Regions from separate parts of the Pan troglodytes genome. Here region 1 is linked to region 2. A link is a contact called in public HiChIP or PLAC-seq data. All regions are on one chromosome and are shown on one strand. The core of a region is the stretch at or near the end of the contact, and the rest is flanking DNA. Distances in the headings are between cores, read along the strand shown. Region 1 holds the start of CEP83 (centrosomal protein 83). Region 2 holds the start of PLXNC1 (plexin C1).

Region 1 (2,700 bases), core at 32-2,531, 310 kb before region 2:
CGCCATTTCCCGAATGATCTTTTTCCTACTGACCAATAATTTGTCATGTATAGTTTACTGGCTACCACAGAGATTTCTGGAGTTGTCTGGCTCCAGCGTTTAAAAGTAATGGTTTTGGGCAACTCTGTAAAATGGAGATAACAATTGCACCTACCTTACAGAAATGTTAGAGTTAAATAAGATAACCTGAAAAAGTACTCCAGTACTTGCCACACAAATGCTCAGCAAATGTGAGCCACTGTTATTATACTAAACACTCACACATACACGAGAATTTCTGGATTCTCTATTCTATCTCCCATGTCTCATCTATGTAATCCATCCAGCAACATTCCATTACCAACTCGCTGTCCTTTTTTTCCCTCCTCTTAAGAGACACGGTCCTTTCTAATGGCCCGTTTTCCCTCATTTCAACAACAACAAAATCACCTCTCAGTTGCCTAATAATAACTACAGCCTGAAAATCATAATCTTGGGGGTAAAAATAAGCTGTACTTCACAAAGCAGTGAGAATCAAAGCCCAACCAAGGCACTGAACAAACGCTGGGGATGGGAAGGTGTCTGTTTCTTCCAACACGTATTTTGAAAGGCTGACCGCCTACTTTGTTTCAGCCTTTGGATGATCATGGAAGTTCTCAAAAGCTAGCAACTCCTCTTCCAACTATTGTTTACAGCCTTAAGACAAGTAGTTCCCCATGTGACCCCAGGTGGGCCCTGAACTTGGGATAACCAGGACAGGAGACTTGGAGCAGGAGGTGCGGGGGCGAGGAGGGCTCTCTCCCGGGCGATTGGTCCTAACCCGAGGTTCCCTCGTGGCAAGCTGAGCCGACTCCCCACTCGTGGGCTGATGCCCGAGGCAGACGCGACAGGCAGGCGGCTTCGGGAGCGCATATCTGCACCCATGGGGACGATGGCAGGCTGGCGAAGGGAGAGAGGTGGCGGCAGGACTACCATTTGAGGCTCTCAAATGGTGTGGGGAAGAGGGAAGGAGAGGCGCGAAAAGGAGGAAAACCCCTGGAGACGCTGTGTCGGGCGGAGGCTAGGGAGACCGGCTTCGCGCTCCAACGACGCGCATCACTCAGACTCCAAGGCAAGTGCCCGAGGCTAGATTTTCCGTCCCCTGGGGCTCTGGGGATCTCTGAGTCCATCCCAGGGCCCTCCAGGAACGCCTTCGGGAGCGCAGCCCGGCCCCGCCGCTGCCGCTGTGTCACCCGTGGCCGCTCCCGCCTCGGTTCGTTTGTCTCCTCCCTCTAACGGCTCCGGCAGCAACCGGCGTCGGTGGCGTGGGTGACGTCGGCGTGGGGGGTGGGACTTCCTGCTTCGCGCGCCGCTGGGCCAAGGGACAGAGCCCGCTCCTCCAGGCTGGTGGGGCGGTGCGATGAGGCGGCTTCTGGGCCATACGTCAGCACGTGGGGTGGCGCCGCACCCCTGAGGATCCCGGTCCACGCGGAGGAGTGGGGCTTTTCACCGCCGCCGCCGCCGCCGCCGCCCTCGGACCTCTCCCGGGATACTTCACATTTCCCTAGGGACGGGAGCTCGAGGGGTTCGTTCGGCCCTCTTCCTCTCGCTGGGCCGACACCCCGCTGTAGGACCGTAACCCTTAGTCCCAATGCCTCCGTAAGCGGAGTTGAGTGGGTGCCTGTGGTTGGAGCTGTGGAGGTGTCCCCGGTGGCGAGCGCGGCCAGAACTGCGGTCACTTAAGTTTTCCGTGAGCGGGTTGCAAGGAGCGTGCGTGCGTCTGGTATGTAACCTCTCTTTCTGGGGACGGTGTCTTGTTTGTATTTTGGAATACTCATTTTGTCCCTCCACAAACTGCCCTTGAATCCTTTTTTTATTTTCCTGGTAAAGTAGTGGAAGCTCGTGCTAGAAAAGTAGGCAGAGAGACGCACGTGAAACTCTTCATGGAGCTTTTGGAGGCACTCTGGCTTGGTGGTTGTGTAGCCAGTTTGGTAATTGGCCAAACGTTTAAGTACCTCCAGCTTAATTTACGATGAAAAAGCTATGCTACCATTTTCCTTGGCTTTGAAGACAATTTGAATGAACAGTGATGTCGACTGTCATTACTGAGATAAACACCTAAAATATGTTAGCATATGCTGGGTTTAAATACTTTGGTTAATCCTCAGTGTCCAACTTTTGACCATAATCAATGGGCATTTTGCTCTTAAGAATATCCACTGCTAAGTATTTGTAAAGCCTTTAGTTAGCTGAAATGAGGAAGCTCTTTCAAATCTTACAGATCTCTAGGATAAGGAAAGACTTGTCTGAATTTCGTGTATATGATATATACTTCATAATCTGTTCAGACTTTAAGCAGCTCTAAAACAGAGTAGGTTGTTAAAGCAGTGCTTCTGTTACCAAGCAACATGTCTGTAAACAAGTCTGACATTTAACTAAAACACAATTAAAGGTATCTATCCTACAGTTACCTGGATTCAGAATTCTCCATATTTATGAATTTAGCCTGTAAGTGGTTAGAATTAATACTCACCTTTTGTATTGAGGTTTGATTTCAAACTTAGTTTGTTCAGAATTGTTAGAATGCTTTATTTATTTATTTATGACTGAGTCTCACTCTGTCGCCCAGGGTGGAGTGCAGTAGCGCGATCTCGGCTCACTGCAACCTCCGCCTCCTGGGTTCAAGCGATTCTCCTGCCTCAGCCTCCCGAGTAGCTGGGATTACAGGTGGGTGCCACCATG
Region 2 (2,700 bases), core at 186-2,685:
AAGTCCCAGCTGACCCTCTTGGCGCGCGCCTGGATCTCACTCATTCTGAAGAGGCAGAGCGCCGTGGTGGTGGGGGAGCGCCGCTCCTGGCCCTCTCCAGCGGCCGCGCTGAACACTCCCGCCCAGACGTCCAGGGCCTCCACTAGGCTGGAGGAGAGGAGCAGGCGGCGGCCGTCGGGGTGGCCGTGGCCGCAGTCCAGGGATGCCTGGCCCTGGAACAGCACCTCGGTGCTCTGCGCGATACGCGCCATGCTGGGCCAGCCGGTGGCAGCGCCGCTCGTGTAGTTGTAGGGGTAGTAGGGGAAGTAGATGCTGCCGTTCCAGAGAAAGGCGTCCACGAAGTGCAGGCTGCCCGCGCCCTCGCACAGCTTGAGGCGGCCCAGCTCCTGCGTGGCCAGGCTGCGCCCCTCCGTGTCCTTGAGCGCGATGGCCGTGTCGTGGTCGGATGCCGCGGGGTTGCAGCGGCTCGCCGTCTCCGGCTCAGGCAGCACGTAGGTGGCGGCCACCGCCAGGTACCAGCGGTTGTTCCGGCCCGCGCGGTACACCACGCCGGCCGTCGAGCCCTGCGGGTGGCACGACACCACCTCGGTGCCGTTGCGCAGGGAGCTGCGGCTCAGGTTGCCCAGGGGCCGCACCTCGCAGGCGCCCCGGTCGAAGGTCCAGCCGGTGAGCAGCAGCCCCCCGAGGCCGGCCGCCCCCTCGCGGTAGGGCAGCAGCAGCTTGCTGAAGCTGCTCCCGGGCCGGGGCCGCGCGGGGGGCGCCAGCGAGACCGGCTCTGTGCAGTTGCCCGCTTGGTCCCGGTACAGGCGCGAGAGGCTGTGCTCCAGGCTGTAGTCCAGCTGGTCCAGGCAGCTGCCGCTCGCCACAAACACGCCGTCCTCCTGGCTCGCCGCGATGGCTCCGATGGCTTGCTCCGACCGCCACACGGGCTCGTCCGCGCCCCGGCCGGGAGCCGCCAGTGCCAGCAGATAGGCGAGCAGGGGCAGTGGCGCTGCGGGGCGCGGGGGGCGCGGCGGCGCCTTCCTCCGGGAGACCTCCATGGGGCTGGGGGGGCCGCCCCCGGGCAGGGCGCGCGGCGGCGACGGCGGCTCAGGCGCGCGGCAACGGAGACGCGGGCGGCGGCGGCGGCGGTTCCTGCGCGCGCTCGGGCTCCCGCGGCCGCCCCATCCCCGCAGCTCGCCCGGGAAGGAGAGCGGGGAGGGCGGCGCGCGGCAGGCTCGCTCCGGCAGCCTGTGCAGCGGCGGCGGCGGCAGCAAGCCCTGCGCGCTCCGGCACCGTTTCCTCCTCGCCCTCCTTCGCCGGAGAGTTCCTGTGTGCAGCGCTGGCGCTCGCGGGGAGGCGCGGAGGGGAAGGGAGGGGACGGGCGGAGAGGAGCGAGGCGGGCGGGGAGGGCTGGAGAGGTTGGGTGCGCTTGTGCGTTTCACTTTCCCATTGTGAAAGTGGGATGCAACTGGCCCCCTTCCTCATCCTCTCTTCCTCCTCCGCCCTCCGCCTCCTGCCCGCCCGCCCGCCCTCCCTCCACGCCCATCTCCCCTCCCCTCTTGATTCGGTGAGATAGGGAGGAGGGAGGTCTCGTAATTTGGGTTACTGTGTAGGTGGCCTCTTTCATCTATTCATAACAAAGCTCAGCCGCCCGCCGCGGCCGCCACCATCGCCCCCTTGGCTCGCCTGGGGCTCCCGGGGCGCGCTAACGGCGCACGGAGCGGGCTCCCGCGCCCGTCCGCCCGCGGTGCTGCTCCAACGCCCGGTTTTGTTTACGACAGCAGCCGGGTCGGGGATACGCCAGGCGCGCGGAGCGAGGATCCAGGGTGCGAAGGGGTTGCAGCTGAGGCCCCGGGCTCGGGCCACAGGGCTGCTGCGAGAGCGGCTGACAGGTGTGGAGCGGCGAGAGGGAGGCCCCGGGGAGGCGCGCGGGAGACGTGGCCAAGCCGGAGACTCCGGGGACCAAGGCGCCCCTGTGACAGGGTGTGGGTTTCCCCGGGTCGGATGAGTGAGGTGGCAGAAAGGCAGGCGCCACACTCTCGTTCTGGACAATCCCCGGGGCCGGAGCGCCCATATTTGCAAAGGTTCTCTAATCTCCCTTGGCAACAGAGTCCCAGGCTCTCAAGCCTAGCACTTTGAAAGTTCTGCTCACCATCTAACCTAATGAGCGGGGCTAACATTTACTGAGCACTTACTACGTGCCGGGTGCGCTTGTGAACTCACCACATGGGTTAAGACTCATAATTCTCATAACAGCCCTATTAATTAGTGACTGTTATTGTCATCCCTACTTAGTAGTCCAGGAGAATGGTTATAGAAAGGTTGTGGAACGTGCTGGCATTCTACTGCTGGTAGATATCAGAGCCGAGATTCGAATCCATATCTAGTCCCAGGGCCTCTTACATACCTGGCTCTAGTTAAGTGCCACCTGTGGCCATTGCCATAATTCCCCAGAGATCATTCTCTGTAGTGAGACTGAAAAGTTCCTCAAGTTAAATGCACCAACCAGCCCCCGCCCTGCTTTCTACTATTAGACCCAAGTCCCCGTATTTCCCTCGAGGCTCTCCATCTGTCTCATCATTACCCACTTTTATCCTTTGGACCCCCTGAGGTCTCACCACCTCACCCAGAGGGTGAATAACAGCTGGGTTGCCCCCACAGCCGCCAAGAATTTCTGAAGCACAGGGAATCATTGCCCACTGGGGAATAGGTTCATGA

The links. HiChIP or PLAC-seq counts read pairs in DNA pulled down with a chosen protein or histone mark.
Region 1: a contact with region 2 is called in an H3K4me3 HiChIP or PLAC-seq map of stem cell-derived excitatory neurons, with 4 times the contacts expected there. The contact joins the promoter of CEP83 here to the promoter of PLXNC1 in region 2. A contact is called at or near these places in 1 of 7 Hi-C or Micro-C datasets (stem cell-derived neural progenitor cells) and 1 of 1 datasets of contacts at active chromatin or transcription factors (stem cell-derived excitatory neurons).

Annotation. Positions count from the first base shown.
Region 1 is chr10:101,294,238-101,296,937 of NHGRI_mPanTro3-v2.0_pri, reverse strand. CEP83 (centrosomal protein 83) reads left to right here and starts at 1,281. Exons shown (of 17, transcript XM_054664609.2): 1 at 1,281-1,741.
Region 2 is chr10:100,983,357-100,986,056 of NHGRI_mPanTro3-v2.0_pri, reverse strand. It overlaps PLXNC1 (plexin C1), which reads right to left and starts at 1,435. Exons shown (of 31, transcript XM_509270.8): 1 at 1-1,435. The coding sequence starts at 1,040.